5 separate regions of the Sus scrofa genome follow, and all the other regions are linked to region 1. A link is a contact called in public HiChIP or PLAC-seq data. All regions are on one chromosome and are shown on one strand. Each heading gives the region's core, a stretch centred on a gene start, on an enhancer-like site or on the middle of the called end of the contact. The rest is flanking DNA. Distances are from core to core; before and after follow the strand shown. Region 1 holds the start of TIPARP (TCDD-inducible poly [ADP-ribose] polymerase). Region 2 holds the start of SSR3 (signal sequence receptor subunit 3). Region 3 has its middle 44 kb from the start of LEKR1. Region 4 has its middle 33 kb from the start of SSR3. Region 5 overlaps KCNAB1 (potassium voltage-gated channel, shaker-related subfamily, beta member 1).

The links. HiChIP or PLAC-seq counts read pairs in DNA pulled down with a chosen protein or histone mark.
Region 2: a contact with region 1 is called in an H3K27ac HiChIP or PLAC-seq map of alveolar macrophages. The contact joins the promoter of SSR3 here to the promoter of TIPARP in region 1. A contact is called at or near these places in 3 of 5 promoter capture datasets (fetal liver and liver), 13 of 47 Hi-C or Micro-C datasets (alveolar macrophages, blood, embryonic fibroblasts and 6 more) and 2 of 2 datasets of contacts at active chromatin or transcription factors (alveolar macrophages and skeletal muscle).
Region 3: a contact with region 1 is called in an H3K27ac HiChIP or PLAC-seq map of alveolar macrophages. The contact joins the enhancer-like site here to the promoter of TIPARP in region 1. A contact is called at or near these places in 9 of 47 Hi-C or Micro-C datasets (adipocytes, alveolar macrophages, embryonic fibroblasts and 5 more) and 1 of 2 datasets of contacts at active chromatin or transcription factors (alveolar macrophages).
Region 4: an H3K27ac HiChIP or PLAC-seq map of alveolar macrophages shows a contact between it and region 1. The contact joins the enhancer-like site here to the promoter of TIPARP in region 1. A contact is called at or near these places in 1 of 5 promoter capture datasets (liver), 6 of 47 Hi-C or Micro-C datasets (brain, embryonic fibroblasts, epiblast stem cells and 2 more) and 2 of 2 datasets of contacts at active chromatin or transcription factors (alveolar macrophages and skeletal muscle).
Region 5: a contact with region 1 is called in an H3K27ac HiChIP or PLAC-seq map of alveolar macrophages. The contact joins the enhancer-like site here to the promoter of TIPARP in region 1. A contact is called at or near these places in 1 of 5 promoter capture datasets (liver), 4 of 47 Hi-C or Micro-C datasets (blood, embryonic fibroblasts, liver and 1 more) and 2 of 2 datasets of contacts at active chromatin or transcription factors (alveolar macrophages and skeletal muscle).

What each region holds. Positions count from the first base shown.
Region 1 is chr13:96,495,123-96,498,413 of Sscrofa11.1, reverse strand. TIPARP (TCDD-inducible poly [ADP-ribose] polymerase) reads right to left here and starts at 2,028. Exons shown (of 6, transcript XM_005669945.3): 1 at 1,753-2,028.
Region 2 is chr13:96,388,717-96,392,125 of Sscrofa11.1, reverse strand. SSR3 (signal sequence receptor subunit 3) reads left to right here and starts at 1,936. Exons shown (of 5, transcript NM_001244147.1): 1 at 1,936-2,163; 2 at 3,388-3,409. The coding sequence starts at 2,031. It overlaps LOC106505723 (a long non-coding RNA gene), which reads right to left and starts at 1,780. Exons shown (of 2, transcript XR_001300390.2): 1 at 1,535-1,780.
Region 3 is chr13:96,595,331-96,598,709 of Sscrofa11.1, reverse strand. No RefSeq gene overlaps it. Among named protein-coding and RNA genes, the nearest start is that of LEKR1, 44 kb to the left of the region's middle. Within about 2 kb of position 1,674, at least 16 of the 83 cell types and tissues checked have an H3K27ac peak or open chromatin away from gene starts, as enhancers often do. A contact at or near this core is called in alveolar macrophages and embryonic fibroblasts, where this site is marked.
Region 4 is chr13:96,421,631-96,425,304 of Sscrofa11.1, reverse strand. No RefSeq gene overlaps it. Among named protein-coding and RNA genes, the nearest start is that of SSR3, 33 kb to the right of the region's middle. Within about 2 kb of position 2,169, at least 11 of the 83 cell types and tissues checked have an H3K27ac peak or open chromatin away from gene starts, as enhancers often do. A contact at or near this core is called in alveolar macrophages and skeletal muscle, where this site is marked.
Region 5 is chr13:96,367,197-96,370,826 of Sscrofa11.1, reverse strand. The region is part of intron 14 of KCNAB1 (potassium voltage-gated channel, shaker-related subfamily, beta member 1); the gene reads right to left. It also overlaps a transcript of SSR3 not described here. Among named protein-coding and RNA genes, the nearest start is that of SSR3, 21 kb to the left of the region's middle. Within about 2 kb of position 1,811, at least 15 of the 83 cell types and tissues checked have an H3K27ac peak or open chromatin away from gene starts, as enhancers often do. A contact at or near this core is called in alveolar macrophages, embryonic fibroblasts and skeletal muscle, where this site is marked.

The sequences.
Region 1 (3,291 bases), core at 779-3,278:
TCATGACTTCATCAAGAATGCATCGCAGGTACCCAGTACTGTGCCTGGCACAATGCACACAGTAGATGCTCCATTTCTGGGGGGGGGGGGCTGAATTATTGAAGAAAAAGCACCTATTAATTGTTTAGTTCTGTGAGCCTTTATGGGTCAACAATGGCAACAAAACGAGAAAACCGAGTCCCCAGAAAAATTAATATGAAAGACCTAACTGGAGAAATTCATAAATCTACATGTGTAATAACTGCATAATGCTCAAACTGAGAAAAACTGAAAACAGTATATGACGAGGTTTCAGTGTACATGCTAAGTACAAAAGAAAAGGTAGAAAAGGAGAGTTTAGTGTGAGCTGGCATTGTTAGGGAAAGCTTCAGGAAGGAGGGACTTGACATAAGACATAAAATCAACTGGAAAGCAGCCAAGCCAGGCGGTATTATTCATCATTTGGTGCTCTTGCCTCAAGGCACAATTGGCACAGATTGTGGTATTCCCTCTCCACCACACCAAACCGGCCTGTGCCTTCCCCCACGCACGCACGCACGCACACACACACACACACACACAATAACCACTCCTATCACACCCAATCAAGGCAAAACAGAGACCCAGTTCATTTGTACGGGTGCAAACACACACGCTACAACTTTCCTATCTTTGCCCTCTGTCAAACTCGGAAATAAAACCACGGAAGGGGCAGAGAAGTGGAGGAGTGGCTGGAGTGGGGAAGTCACTAGAACCTAGTTCCTCAATTAGTTTGCATAACAGAAAAATAAAGATTGGAAGGACACTTCCTCCAGTTCCTGCCGTAGGCGCCCCACTGCTCCACCCTTCACCTCGTGATGCCCTCAGTTCTTGGGCACTCCCGGCCCCTCGCACGGTCCTGGGAAACCGCCTGCACCAAACTCAAGACTCCGCCGGGCGTAGAGCAAAGCCCGGATCCGAGCCTGGGTCCGAGCGACGCCTCCTGCTGGCTGCGACCGTTTGCGCAGCTCCGCGCCCCGGATCGCAGCAACTCCCCGCACCGCGGCCAATTCCGGGTGTTCCAAGCATCCAGCTCCCACCTGTCCCTCGGCGCCCCGCAAACCCTCGGGCTAGCTTCCTCCCACCCAACGAGCGACCCCTGCCCCTGCTGCCCTCCCTTCTAGAAGCCACTTGCGCCGCCTTCCACAGTGAATCTCTTTCCCTCCCGGAACAACCTTCCTGAAAAGATCGTCCTGTGGGCTCCGAGGACCGACCCGAGAAGAGCCGGGGAAACGCAGCAGCAGCAGGCACTTCTCGGGCTGGCGGGGAGGAAGGAGACGACTTCAAAGTTAATCTGAAAACAGCCTGCAAACTTCTGGGCTGTAGCCGGAACGCAGGTCCGCCGGAAGGCTCCCCTCAGCGGCCGTGCCCTCCCCTGCGATCTGCGCCTCAGAGAGCCGGGTCTGCCCCATGGGGGCGACCCACACAGACGCGCCCCCGAGCCGCCACAATTCAGTGGGAATGATGAGCCGCCAGCGCCCCCGACTAAACCTTTCGGTGTCTTACTTCGATTTATACACCTGCCAGAGGCCCGAAGTGACTAAGAAGTGTAGACCAATGCCATCCCGATATTGACGGGATCCGACTGAATTCGGTACAAAAAGGCACGGTTTAAACATCAATCACCCCCGGTCGGTGAAAGCCGGCAGCGAGGCCGGCGTCCCTTTCCGCACCCACCAACCCAGCTAGAGTCCCTCATCATCGGCCCCTCAAAGCCCACCCGGAGCCCTTTACCTGAACCGGCAGCCTGAGAGAACCGACCACAGGAGCCGAGTCAGCGCCTCAGGCTCGCGGGCAGTGTCAGCGCCAGGGGGTGGGTGCGGAGAACCGGCTCAGGCGTCTAGGGGTCGCAGGCCGGAGACACGGTGTGTGGCGCACGGGCCATTCCGCGGCCGGGAGCGCAAAAAGCCGCGACTGCACTCCCGATCCAGCTCGTTCGCCTGTCACCTCGAGCTCTGCTTTAAAGTGGCTTCCGGTCGCCTCCTCTCAGCAGCCCCGTCGCGGGGGCGGAGCCTGAGCAGCAGGGGGGTGGGGTGGAGTGAGAGGACGGGGAGCTCAGTGGGTGCCGGGAAGGAGGCCCGCCCCTCGTGCGCGTGCGCGCTCACTCTCGGGAGGCGCGCCGAGATGTATGTGCGTGCGGCGGCGCGTGCTCTCTGGAGGGGGCGTGTCCTTTGGCCGCTGGAGGGGTCGGAAGGGTCTGCGCCTACCAGCCTGTAGAATTGCTCAGTTGTGAGGAGGGGAGGTGTGCCCTGTGTGGGGCGGGCTCCACCTGCCTGCGGACAGATGGAGGGTCACTTTGTTTGGAAGAAACCCAGGCGCCCGAAGGAGGATGTGAAACGGAACAACCCGTTTCTGTGAGGCTGGCTTTGTTTATTTGCCTCCGCAGCAGTGGCCTCCTGCCCCGGTTGCCCCAGACCCGGAGAGGAAGCAATCGGCTGTTACCACCGCTGTGGCCAGACGGGGTCGCCCGCCCTATTCCGGATGGGCAGGCTTCGCTGCACACCCGGACTGGCGTTTGCCAGACCAGGTTGCAGGCATTCCAGTTTCACAGGAAATATTCGCTAGTATTGCAAACCCCTAGCTTTGGGGTTTTGACAATAAAAGAGGTTATGTGTGTGTTTTTTTTTTTTTTTTTTTTTTTTTTTGTCTTTTTGCTATTTCTTTGGGCCGCTCCCGCGGCATATGGAGGTTCCCAGGCTAGGGGTCGAATCAGAGCTGTAGCCACTGGCCTACGCCAGAGCCACAGCAACGCTGGATCCGAGCCGTGTCTGCAACCTACACCACAGCTCACGGCAACGCCGGATCGTTAACCCACTGAGCAAGGGCAGGGACCGAACCCGCAACCTCATGGTTCCTAGTCGGATTCGTTAACCACTGCGCCACGACGGGAACTCCTATGTGTGTGTTTTAAAGCCCGCAAACACCTTAGTGACTTGTTTCTTCACTCAGCAAATATTTCTCAAGTGCCTATTGCATGCCTGGGCTGTTCTGGTGGCTTACCTACACTTAGAGAGCCTTGATCAGCCCAGATACTATGTCTTCATGGAGCTTACAGAGCACCATGTACTCACCTCTAAAATATACACCGCATGTGATTTTGCCATGTTTTCTGAATTTTAAAATGCCCTGGATGATGAGTCCACCTATTGATTAGTTTTTTAGAGGTGGAGGAAGAAGTACCACGTTAAATTCATTTAATTACTGTACGTGGGCGCGCGGGGCGGGGGGAGGGAGAAAGAAAGCCCTTGTCAAAATCAAAGAAAATTAATCACG
Region 2 (3,409 bases), core at 687-3,186, 110 kb after region 1:
TACCAAGTGCACAAATTTTTATCTATGTAACGTTTCAAACTTATCTTTTTTTTGGGGGGGGGTTTGTTTGTTTGTTTTGCTTTTCAGGGCTGCACCTGCAGCATATGGAGGTTCCCAGGCTAAGGGTCCCATTGGAGCTGTAGCTGCCAGCCTACACCACAGCCACAGTAACGCCAGGTCCAAGCCACATCTGCAACCTACACCACAGTTCACGCCAACACCAGATACCTAACCCACTAAGCAAGGCCAGGGATTGAACCCACATCCTCATGGATGCTAGTTGAGTTCATTACCACTGAGCCACAATGGGAACTCCTCTTTTTTGTTTTAATTGTTTAAATAGCTTTAAGTGTAATTTTTTTTAACCTCATCATTGTTTCTTATTTTCTTCCTCTTCTTCAACTAGCTTGTTGATTTTTTTTTTTATCTTATAGTTTTCTGATTTTATCTGTAATCTTCTCATATCCTTGGTTTATAAATAGCAAGCAAGAAATCTAGTTAAAGAGACAGATCCAAAAGCTTTTGCTGATGAACTGGTCACAGATGGAGAGAGAAAGGAAGGAATTCATGTTGAAACCTAACATTTTAGCCCTAGCAAATGGGTAAAAAAAAAAGATGAGGTGTGATTTCATAAAGTAGGAAAAATGGGAGTATTTTGGAAGAGAAAATATGAGTTTCTTCTCTATCACCACCACCCCATAATAAAAAAGCATTTTAAAATTAAAGAAAGACATAAATATAGATATTTTTAAATGAACACTTTTAGTTTTCTATAAAATTCCCTAGATGGTCTATTTCTTATTATTTGGCTATGACTGGTGAAAACATCTAGCATTTGGGAATACTTGCTGTAGATAATTAGAGGATTTATATTTCAGGAAAACTCATTGTGCTATCTTTATAGAGAATAAGTTGAAAACTTTTGAAGGCAGAAGGCTCCATTAGAATGGAAGCTGTGGAGGTCGATTACAATTTGGATAAGGTGTGAAAGATCTACAAGTCCATTGATAGGGAAGCTGGATGTTGAGGAAGTTTTGTCTGACGTTAGTAGATAAAAGAAGCCTTGCTGAGTGTGAAGTGGATGAGCAATATTTTTTGAAGAAAAACTGGTAACTTGAGTTTAAAGTGGATTCTGATTGTTTTAATGAGCATATTCAATTTTCTGAGCTTCAGAGGTGCCCTGTCCAGCCAACATATTAGTATTGTTTCATTTAGCATGATTTTGGATGCCCTATTATTTCAACTAAATCTTTAGAGTAATAAAGTGTAATTTGTAAATGTATTGGACACATTTAAATTTTATCAATGAGAACATGAGCTCCTTATAAGCAAGAGCGCCTTTTTAGTAAAAAAGGTAGCCTACTATTTTATTGAAAGGAGCCCATGTTTTGTAGACCACATAGCTGTTCTCTCACCCTCAAAACTGTCCGCGTTTTGCATTTTTTCCAGCAAAATGTGGACAATGATGGGCATGTCATAGGATTATTTAAGATATTAAATAATGGATGCGTAAAAAGGGGGGCTCTACACTTACTAGCTTCATCCTTCTCCTCTTCCTCTTCCAATGCTCCAGTGCTGGGTAAACACAGAGCAGGCTAAACAGGCGCTCGCTGAATGAATGACTGTACGACTCAGGGCCAGAAGAGCTTCTTATTTCGGAATTCAACGATTTTGAAAAAGAGTTATAAGCATCTGTGAAGTGGAATGCCAATAAAGTTTTGTTAATTAAAAAAAAAAAGTACCCACTAAACTACAAATCCCCACTTCCTCCTGGAGACGGATGAGTCACGTGGCACTCCAGGACTCAGGAAGTCTTGCCCGCTCGCCCAATCAGGCCGGGAAACCTACGTAGCGGCGCCAGACTGGCCAATCCTGGGGAAGCCTGCTCTCTTCGCGCACCTCCGGGTCCGCCTCCGCGTGTGGAGCTGACGGGTCATTAGAGGATACGGCGGCCGCGGAGGCGGTGCCTGTGGCTTCTGCCCCGCTCAGCGCGCGGCCCGACCCTCGCGGCTCGCTGCTCCAGTTCCACCATGGCTCCCAAAGGTGGCTCCAAGCAACAGTCCGAGGAGGACTTGCTTCTGCAGGATTTCAGCCGCAACCTGTCGGCCAAGTCCTCGGCGCTCTTCTTCGGGAACGCCTTCATCGTGTCCGCCATTCCCATCTGTGAGCGGTTCGAGCGAGGCGGGTGGGGAGGCTGCCGGCGGGTCGGCCTGGATGGGGACGTGGCAGGGCCCAGTTCTTGGGCGAGGCGTGAGCCTGGGACTCACGCTCTCCCCAGCTCTCTCTGGGCTCGAGGCAGCACATATCCTCTGTGAGCCTCGGTGATCTATCTGGAATAGTGGCGGGCGGCCTCCCAGGAAAGCCACTTGTGGCGCGTTTTATAAGTACGCTCACTCGTTCCTGGGCCCCACTCCTGGAGCTCGTGAGTCACTCGTTCTGGGATGGCGGCCCTAAATCTGTATTTCGACCAACGGTCGGGTTAGGATCTTGCGGTGTTAACAGTCATGCGTACAGCCGGCTATATGCCCCTTGCCCCCAACTGTCGTTTGCTATTAGGAGATCTTAAGTTTATATCATTACTTATTTTGGAGAAACTTATAAAATCAGACAGATGTCGTTAGCCCTCGCACCAAATTTCAAGTGTAGCTTTTAGGAAAACCACTTCACACTGAACATCATTTTCCTAATTTGACGAGAGACGTTGGAACAGTGCCAAGCCCTGCCCCCCTACCATGTTTAAACTTCATAATCCTCTTAGGGCAATTCTAGAATTCTCATTTGAGCGGAAAACTTTACTGACTTGTCCAAGGTTGTTTTTAGAGCACAGGGTTCCAGAATGTGAATTTCCTCTCTGCTACACTGCTGTACTGTTGGTGGGCAGTCAAATCCTGATGTATTTTCTCTTTCGTCCTTATAAAACCCAGCGTTCAATTAACTTGTGGAGCCTTGAGGTTCACTGGCCGCAAGGAGCACTGCCTTCATTTCATATAAACAGCCACGTCATAGTGTAAACTCTGCTTTGGGACTGCACGTGGCATTTTGGAACTGCCTGTAGTTAGCGTAATAGTTCTCTAAAGAATGAAATTTGAAGTCTGAATCGTGATTTTGTTGAGTTATGATTTCTCATTTTAGAAAAAGTAGAAATCTCATCATAGATTATTAATAGGAAGGTTATGTTTTTCAGGTATTCTGAACTGGGAAAACTTGAGACTAATAACTTTTTACTGGGTATCAGACTTCTGAAGTTCCTCTTATCTGTATTGGGTTCCCAAATCCGGCCTGTGTTTTACCAGGTTTAGGTATAATTAATTTAGCAGACCTTTGTAACTGGGTGGTAATGTTTTGCTCCTTTTTGTAACTCTCCCTCCCCCTTTTATCTTAATTCAGGGTTATATTGGCGAATATGGCA
Region 3 (3,379 bases), core at 425-2,924, 100 kb before region 1:
AAAAGAAAAAATAAGTAATACAGATTATCTTAATAGAGGCTGACTGGCAAAGTAAGGCATACCCACTCTAATGTGGTCATGGAAGAATCTTTTAGGATCTAACATATGCTCTCAGTTCTGAATAATGAGGAAGACCCCAGCCATGGAAAATCTGGAGGAAGAACCTGGGGAGCTTCCAGGAAAAGCTCAAGGAAGCTAATTTTGTGTGGTCAAGGAATAGGTAGAGGACAATGTGCCTGCAGGGCTGTGAGTTTTGAAAAAGATCTAGGAGATGAGGTTGTAGAGGTAGGCAGGGGCTGGATGATGCAAGTCCTGTGGACCATGGTATAGTACAACTGGAAAATGTTGAAAGACTGCAGGATATCAATGTTATTTATGTTTTACACTTATCATTCTGGCTCCTTTATGGGAGACAGATGGAAACAAGAAAACCAGTTAAGAATAGTTGAGATAAGTGATTAGTAGCTTAACATTGGCAGAAAGGAAGTAAAGTGGATGGTTTTGAGACATTTTAGAAGCAGAACCTTCAAACTTGCTGAAGAATTAGATGTGGAGGTGAGGGGAAAAGTAGGAAACCAGGAAATAGGTTATGGTTTGAACAACAGAATGGTTGACAGTATCATGGGATAGAGAACTGAATTTAGAGGGAAGGGGAGGAATAAGTTTGAGGTGAAGGTAGGAACTGAGAATTCTTTGCAGCTGCGTTACACGGGAAGTTGCCATTGGACATCTGACTGGAGATGTGAAGACTGGGGAGATAAAGGTAGGTGCTGTTGCTTTGTAAAAGATAATGTAGAGCTTTGGAAGGAGAGAAAAGTAGGAAGTGAAGGACCTGGCTGTGAAGCACCCTAACATTAGAGGTTCAGGACAGTGTGTCAAGGAAATAGGTGTAGTGCTTAACATAGTGTCAATGGGGGCTAAACACTGGGCCTGAAATGCATTAGAGAAGGAATCAGAGGTGATATAAACATGCTGAAAGCTGCAGCATTGTGGTATTTTAACTTTTTCTGCTGTGGTGAAAATGAAGATGAAAATCATTTCATCTGAGTTAGCAAATATCATGGAAAATTAAATGTAGATTTTTATTCCATGCGGGTATTTATAACACGTGACTGTCTCCGCATCACTGCCACCCTCGTAAGCAGTTCTTCAGGAGCTGTGATTTGTTTCAGCATGGGGGTGCTCTATGTCCTGGGATGAGTTTGGGGGAATATACAGCATGCTTGTGTTTATTCAGGATTTGGAGAATCCCGTTTGGTAATACCAAGTCATTTCCCCAAAACTTCTAGAAGTTAAAGATGGGATAGGCATCTCTCATATAAGTGTAAAAATTTCTGGATTAGTTCTGCAGAGGTGATGGTCCAGTCTAGTCAGTTCTTAGGAACCAAGTCCTTGGAAGTCTTCCACAGGGACTGCTCTCATGTGACATAGGTGAGTCACTCCAACACCAACCAAGACAGAGTCCTGTGGCCCAGGAAGTGACCATGGGCCCTGGAGCCAGGCCCATCTGAATTCAAATCCCAGCTCTGCCACTTTCTGGCTTTGTCTTCTGAGACAAGTTACCCAAGTTCTCCAAGTCTCTTTTTCCTCTTCTGTAAATGATGACAGTGCCTCACAAGCTTGTTATGAACTTTAATGAGATACCATGTGCTGAGTGACTAACCCTGTGCCCTGATGAGTCATTATGAGATGCTCAATAAATCTTGCTCTGTTTTCTCACTTTGCCCAGTAACACTCTAACCCACTAAAGCCCCAGGTAATTCTGATTCTGGCCCCATTCACCACATGACTTTTTGAATGTAAAAATTAAAACTAAAATGTTATACTTAGAGGTCATTTCCTGAATCAGTGATCCTTTTTGTGAGCTGGCAGAGAAAAAATTGCTTAGGCAACTTCTGCTATTTCAGTATGAGAAAGATTCTCAGCCAGTGAGCAGCACTCTTTCTCAGTCTGGTTAATTTCCTCAACATGGTTATGGTGCTTGTAACTTCCTATTTAAATTCTAGAATTTGACTCTAGTATCTAAACTCAGTAAGAACAAAGAAACTTCCCATCAGCTGCCTGCCAGATTTCCCTACTGTACACCGTTCAGTAAATTTGTCACAGAACCATTGCCATTTTTCCCCCATTTAATTTTTTAATTCAACCAGTTTGTATGGAGGCCCTGCTAGATGCCCAACCCAGAGTAGACACCGGAGTGATCATGAGCAAGATGGACACAGTCCCTGCACACACTCTTGCACAGACCAGAGCTAGCCAACCCCTTCCACTGGTAGAGAAGTGGCTTTCCTTCCCTTCTCCATTCCAAGAGGTCTTTTATGTAGATGAAAATGCATCTTATTTAAAATTCCTGGAATTGTTTGGAAATATGAACTGAAGTTTATTGCCGTCTTTTCTCTGCTTTCCCTTTAATTGAGGAGTAGGCTATTTCCTTTGTGTGTGTGTGTCAATAAATCTGACAACTTAAAAGAAATGAACAAATTCCTTAAAGGACACAATCAGCATTGTTCAAGAAGAAGTAGAAAACCTGCTTAGCCTCATATCTTTCAAAGAAAATGAATTCCTAATGCCCATTTAAAATACTGAAGTTAGGCCCTGATTTGGGCCTAACCCTAGACCTGAATAGCTTTATGGGTAAATTTTTTTTTTTTTTCTGGTCTTTTTAGGGCCACACCCACGACATATGGTGATTCCCAGACTAAGTGTCAGATTGGAACTGTAGCTGCTGGCCTACACCACAGCCACAGCGATGCCAGATCCGAAGTGAGTCTGTGACCTACACCACAGCTCACAGCAACACTGGCTCCTTAACCCACTGAGCGAGGCCAGGGATGGAACCTGCGTCCTCATTGATGCTAGTCAGATTCGTTTCTGCTGAGCCACGATGGGAACTCCATGTGTGTATTTTTAATTGTAAAAGTAACACATGCTTGCTTTAAAACGTGTTAATCTTCTCTAAAATGGGATACTTCTCACTATCAGAAGAGAAGCTATTAACTGCTAGAATTTAGTGTCCACACTTCCCAGACATTTTTTTTCTAAGCAGATACAAATGCACATCTGTGCATACCCACCCCCATGTCCCATACACACACAATGCTTTGCTTGTTTTGTTTGTGCAAAGACAGTATCATACCATTCTGTAATTTGATTTTTTTTCCACTTAGCAATATGTCATGGTCATTAGCATTTCAGCACATAAATCTGCATACATTTTTGGTGTAGTCATAGAATCAGTCAGTCATACATAGTTGGTTTTTTTTTAACCATTCTATGGATAGAACTTTAAGTTGTTTCCAGTTTACTGCTATTAGAGACAATTATTTAGCAAATGTTCTTGTGTATTTTCACATTTGTGTGTGCCTCTCTGTAGACTAGA
Region 4 (3,674 bases), core at 920-3,419, 73 kb after region 1:
TTCTAGTCTGTCAATTCAAACTGAGGCTGCGTGATGTGACAGAAAAGATGTTATCAGTTTGACAGACTACTTTCCAGCATGTGTCTGGGCCCAATTCCTTCATCGCTTTTTTCTTAACGTCCATCCATATCTATTCAGCAATCACTACATGCCAGGCCTTGGACTTTGCATGAAAGACAAAGTTGAGGAAGACAGTGTTCCTTCCCCACGTTCCTACTGTCTGGTAGGTTGTGATTAGTGTAGTAGAATGTGACCAGGGCAATGGTGAAGTAATGCCCAGGACATCATGGAGGCACAGAACAGAGCACCTGACCCACCCATGGCATCTGAGCAAAGTTTCCTGGCACGAAGTACCATCTAGCTCAAACCCAAAGTATTGGCAAGAGGCAGAGAAGAGATCACAGGCAAATCTGCAGACCAAGAAACAATAAGGCAAATCCCCTAGAGTTTGAGTTTCTTCATTTGAGATGTGAAATAAGAAGGATATGTACCTCTTTAGGTCACTTAGAATGAAAACAATTAAGTGTGTGTTTATCTGTGAAAGTTATATGTCTGCATCTTCAGAGATATATACACAAAGAGGTGGTACTGAGTAGTAGTTGTAATTCCACTCCTGCTTATATACCCAAGAGAAATGAAAACATATGTCCACACAGAAATTTGTACACAAGTATCCAAAACATCATTGTTCATAGTGTAGCCAAAAGTGGAAACAACCCAAATGTCCATCAACTGAGGGATGGATAAATAAAACACAGTATAGCCATACAACACAAAATTATTTGGCAATAAAAGGAAATAAAGTATTAATATATGCTACCACATTTATGAATCTCAAAACATTATGCTAAGTCAAAGAAGCCAGAGACAAAAGGTCACATATTACAAAATTCTATGTGCATGAGATGTCCAGAATAGGTGATGTATATTCAAGAGATTCTTTTTTATTTTCTTTCCTTTTAGTTTTTTTTTTTTTAGGGCCACACCTGCAGCATATGGATGTTCCCAGGCTAGGGGCCAAACCAGAGCTGCAGCTGCCTGCCTACACCACAGCCACAGCAACGCCAGATCTGAGCCAGATCTGAGCCACATCTGCAACCTACACCACAGCTTATAGCAATGCTAGATCCTTAACCCACTGAGTGAGGCCAGGGATCAAACCTGAATCCTCATGGATACTAGTTGGGTTCTTAACCCACTGAGCCACAATGGGAACTCCTCAATAGATTCTTATAAATCTATAAGTACAGAAAGTAAACAAATGATTGCCTATGGCTGGAGATGGGGCAGTGGTAGTGACTGGTAATGAGTACTGGCTTTCTCTTGAGGGATATAGAAATTCTCTAAAATCAGTGATTGTGCAACTCTCCAAGTATACTGCAAACCATTGAATTGTACTTTAAATGTCTGAATTGTAGTACATGAATTATATGTCAATAAAGCTATTTTTAAGGTAATAGCTAACACTCTCATAGCATAATCTAGGCACAGTTTTATGTGTTGTAATAAAATAGTTAACTGTACATGTTCACTATACCCAGTGAGTTAGGTACGCAGAGGAGACTGCCCATCAGGGCCACACAGCCAGTATAGGGCTGTGATGTGAACCCAGGAAGGCTGGCTCTGGCAGAAAAGCACTTCACTTCCACTCCACACTGGCCTAGCTTGGGAACCGTTAAAAGATTCAGGGTCAGACTCACAAAAACCTGGGTTCTGATTTTGGCCTTGTTGCTTACCAGCCAGGCAATCCTGGGCAAGTGACTGAATTCCGTTTTCTCGCATGTTAAATGGAGATAATAATAGTGCATGCCTCACAGGGTTGGTGTTTAGGACAGGGACTATCTATAATAAGCTGTCATTACTGTGAGGCCCTTCTTTTATGTAGTATTGTCGCCGGCTTAGGAACTGTAGAGTAGTCCACAAATCAAAGCAGCAGGAAGCCTAACCCAGTGAGAGACTTGGGAAGTCAGCTTATTCTTTCTGCAAGTACAGAATTTTCCACATAGAAATGGCCTGGTAAACTAGTGGTCTGGCACTCTACCTTTTACATAACGTAACTTAAAATTAAAGGTTTAAACGACAATAAAAATATTTGCCACATGCAAGAAGCATTTGAAATGTTAAGGACTTGCTTTTTATTGCATGAAAATAAGCAGAAGTGTGGGCCGGAAAGAAATGTGTCACTTCCCCAGCACTGACCTGCAAGGGCAGAGTGACCTTACACGAGAAGAAAAATGCCAGTAATTTCCAAACTAATCTAATTTTAAATTTCTGGATTTTTCATTTCATCTTGTGGAGACATACTTATTCTTGGAAGGAAAAATAAAACCCCAATGACATTAGCAATGAATGAAGTTATGTAAGTTTTGCTGGCAAACTCACACGCACAGCCTAGTGCTTTAGAGCTCATTTGCAAGGCAAGAGAGCAAATTCAACTCCACCACAATTCTCAGTGCCCAGAATGATTCTTTGAGCACTGTTTGTGACCAGAATTTTTTTACTCGGGGGGTGGCAGTTTGCTATGGTGTGATTCGGTCTCTTCTTTCATCTCCTATAATTTTCCTTCTAACACTCACGGAACCAGCTCCTACCATGGATTTCCCCTCTGTGGAAAGGACACTACCATCCCATCAGCTGTTCAGATCATCTTGGATTCCTCCTTTTCCCTCCCATGTCCAGACTATGGGCACATTCATCAGGCCTCCTCCAAAATGTATCTTCAGTCTTCTTGCTTCTCTCAACTCCTTTGCCCCTACTAATCTAAGCTACCTATGTTTCCTGCCTGGACTGTTGTAGCCATCTTCTAAATGTTCTCTCTGCCTCTAATATGCTCCCTAGAGTCCTCTACAGCGCACCCAGAGAGACTTTTCTTTTTTTTTTTTTTTTTTTTTTTTTGGCCTCGCGCACAACATGTGGGAGTTCCCAGGCCAGGGATCAAACCTGTGCCACAACTGTAATCAGAGCCACAGCAGTGACTATGCTGGATCCTTAACCTGCTGAACCACCGGAAAACTCTGAGAGAGACCTTTTAAAAGCTACTCATTGGGTCAATCTTCTGCTTTAAATCAATCAAAGGTCAAAATTCAAATAGACAATTGGAATATGTAAAGGTGTTTGACCTCATTAATCAGCAGGGAAAGTAGAATTCAAGCTACAGTGAGAGACTACTACACATCTGCCAGGATGGCTAAAATTTTTAAAATTAAAAGGACTGACAATACCAAGTAATGCTAAGGATATAGAGGAACTAGGACTTTAGACCCTGCTAGTGGAAGGGAATATATAACAAGTTTGGAAAATTTTTGGCAATATCTAAGAAAGCTAAATATCTGCTTACTTGATTACCTGGAAGTTCCACTTCTAGGTGTATATACACACACATGTAGAATATATATAATAAATATGTATGTCTATGTATATACATAGGTGTGTGTGTGTGTATATATATATGTATATAGGTGTGTGTATATACACACACACAGGATAATGAGTACCTATGTCCACTAAAAGATGTTCAAGAATATTTATAAGAGCTTTATCTATAATGGACAAACACTGGCAACAATCTAAATGTCTATCAACAGTACAATAGGTAAACTATGATGGATTTATATAACAAAATATAACAAGCAATAGAAAAGAGTAGACTCTGGAATATGCAACAACATGGATGA
Region 5 (3,630 bases), core at 562-3,061, 130 kb after region 1:
CTTTTTGTGCTCAATATTAAGCAAAGTCGTCTAGATTTGTATACATTTATAAGCCACCACTAGAATGCTAGTTCCCCAGCAGCCTGAAAGCTCCTTGAGGTCAGGGGCCTTGTTTTGTTCACACAGCATCTCCAGAGCCTGAAAGAGTGGCTCATAGTAGGTGCTCATAGCTACTGGTTGACAGTAAATGAAGACAGAAATATAGAATAACTAGAGCAATAGGAAAAATGAGAGCCATATGTGTAATTTTAGATTTTCTAGCGGCCACAGTAATAAAAGGGGAAAGAAGCAGGTGAAATTAATACATGTTTTACTCTACTGTATCAGAACATCATTTCAGCATGTAGTCAGTATAGAATATTAAGATGCTTTAGGAGTTACCGTCGTGGCGCAGTGGTTAACGAATCTGACTAGGCACCAGGAGGTTGTGGGTTTGGTCCCTGCCCTTGCTCAGTGGGTTGGCGTTGCCGTGAGCTGTGGTGTAGGTTGCAAACATGGCTCGGATCCCACGTTGCTGTGGCTCTGGTGTAGGCCGGTGGCTACAGCTCCAATTGGACCCCTAGCCTGGGAACCTCCATATGCCGCGGGAGCAGCCCAAGAAATTGCAAAAGACAAAAAAAAAAAAAAAAAAAAAAAAAGATGCTTTACATGTTTTAAAGTACTAAGTCTTTCAAATCAGGTGTACATTTGACACTAAGAGCACATCTCCATTTGGATTGGCTGCCTTATGTGCACTTAATAGCCACCTGTGAACAGCAGGGGTCCAAAGATAAGGAGAGAATCAGTTAGAATCCTTGTGAGGGATTAACAGGAATACCAGGTAGAGAGAATAGCGTGAAAAAGTGGAGTCTGTGAAATGGAGTGATAGAAGTGTAGAGTGAATGAATGAAGTGTGGGGATGGTGGGAATATGGAAAAAAGAAATTCCGGTAAAGAGTGGAAGGCCTCGAATTCCATTTTTTGGAGTTGGGGCTTAATGCTGTAGGCAGTGGGAATTTCAGAGGACTTCTCAGCTGTGAGTGACCCCATTAGACACCTAGAGGTATTTTGAAGGATGAGTTGGAAGGAGATTGAAAGGGGACACAGATGTTAGAAATTAATTGCAGTCCCAGCCAGAGACAATAAGCATTACCTAGACAGTTAGCAGTGGAGTAGAAAAGGAGAGTGACTTGGAGAGACATTTTGGAGGCTGATGGCAACTTAAAGACTGGGTGACTAGGAAGATACTGATACAGGATCCACAGAAGTCTGGAGCACAAGAAGTTTGGAGTAGGATGTGTTGAAGTGAAGGTGCCTATGGGATCTCACGTAGAAGTGACTGGTAGGAGTTCCCATCGTGGCTCAGGGGTAATGAACCTGACTAGTATCCGTGAGGACTCAGGTTTGACCTCTGGCCTTGTTCAGTGGGTTAAAGATCTGGTGTTGCCTCAAGCTGTGATGTAGGTCGAAGACGTGGCTCAGATATAGCATTGCTGTGGCTGTGGCGTAGGCCCACAGCTATGGCTCCAATTCGACCCCTAGCCAGGGAACTTACAAGTGTGGCCCTAAAAAGACAAAAAAAAAAAAAAGAAGTGACTCGTAGGCAGCCAGAAGGGCAGCTGTGGACCTTAGTGGTAGCAAAGGACTGGAGTTGAGAGTTTAGGAGTTATCTGCACCGTCATGCTAATTGAAGCCCTAGGAAAGGGTGAGATCATCTAGGGCTAGCTAGTATTTATTGCAAGAAATAGGCCAAGGGCATGTGTTACACTAGGACAAGGAACAAAGGCAGACTTTCTTTCAGGAATAGTCTGACCCTCTGTGGAGACCGTGGTGAAATACATTCCTGATGACTGATGCTGAGGTTTGAGCCTCACCCTTCCTCTGCCTGCAGTCATGTTGGCCAGAGTGACCTTGTCTCCACTCAGTGCTCTCCTCAGAAGCCTTAGAGTTTGGTGGAATAGTGTAGGACTTCCTCACTGGTTCTGGTAACGCTTTCCTCTCCTAGAAGAGAGTTTGGTTTCCCACCAGCTCTGGAGCATCAGAGATCTAAACTACTGTGCTAAAGTGAGACTGCAGCAATGAGACCCAAATCTAGAAACTGGATTTGTTGGAAATTTTGGGTCTAAAATATAGTGGGTTAGCCATGTGAGGAAAAAACATTCTTCATTCATTACACCAATAAGAAAAGAGATCTAAACATTAGAAAAATGAAACCATAAAGTACTTGAATAAAACATGAAATATATACATGTATATATAGTGTTGCAAGACTTAAATATTCAAGAAAAGCCATAACATCCAGAATTTTATGTGAAGTTGCTGCCCATTTTTTTTTAAATGTTGGCAACTGTTTGAAAACATTTTCATCTACTAGAGATCACACAAACATCCCACGAGCTAGCAGTTTTGCAACCAAGGTGTTACCCTGAGTGCAATAATTGGGGAGTGAGGGAGGTCTGGCAAGTGTCACGGGCTGGCAGGTGTCAGGGAAGTCCTTCCAGGACTGAGTCACTTTGAGCTGGGCCTTGGGGATGGACCAGGATTTTTCCAGGCTAGGGTGGTGGACACTCCGCAGGGGGAGGACCACTATTCTGGGGATTAGGATCCCAGAGGAGGTGAGGGAGGGGTGATGAGCCCTGGATGGGAAGGGCCTGAGTGCTGAGGAGTCGGACTTCCCTGAGTAGCTGGTGGGGAACCTCACAAGGGCTTTGAGGCTGGAGGTTGGGGACCTGAGCTGCTGACGGGACTGCCTGCAGCTGTGGCTTCTTTCCTGTTTCTCCTGTCTGCTGATGCTTAGCAAAACCTCTCCAGTTTATGCTCACCTTAGGTACATTCAAAGAAGCAGCTGCCTGCCTTTGCCCATTAGAAATTTCCTTATAACTGCTGGCACTGCATGCTTTCTATCTGCTGGGAGTCCCCAGCGGCCCCAATCTAGTAGCCTCACTATATCAAGGGGCCCAGTCACAGCTGACTGAGGGCAGAACCTTTGGTGCTGGGCTGGCCAGAGGTGGGAGTAGAAAGGGAGAGGATATGGTAAGCTGTCCTGGTAGCAGCTTCTTGCTAAGACAACATCCTTTTCTCTTGTGCATTGAGCATGGAAGCCCGAGCATAGAAGCCCGTCCTGCTACCAGCCAGAGCCCTGCTGGGAGGAAATGCTCTGGGGAGATGACTGACTCATTTTTCCACTGAAATGTATCTTTAGCTACCTACAGTACTCCCACAGTCCAGGAGCTGCCTCTCTCTCTCTCTTTTTTCAACCATTCCAGCAATATTAGCTCCCCCTTTGGATGTCAGTGATCACTCTATTAGCATGACAGGAATCCTCAGCTCATCCCTCTTCTTGCCAAGGCATCCAAAAGTCCAGTCTCTCTTTCCAAAGCCTACAGAATCCTACTTTACCTACAAAGCCACCATCCTTGCTAGTCCAGCCAACACCTGTTACCTGGACAATCCATCCTTGCCTTTTCATTCTGCTTTTCACACAGCAGTGAGAGCAATCTTTAAAAATTAAAATAACAGCATGTCCCTCCTCTTAAAACCCTCCAAAGAATTTGCTACATGTAGAACAAAACTCATGACTCCTCTGGAGTCCTGTGTGATCTGTCCCCTGCCTGTGCCCTTCGCCTCTTTTGCTCACTGCATGTTGGCCACA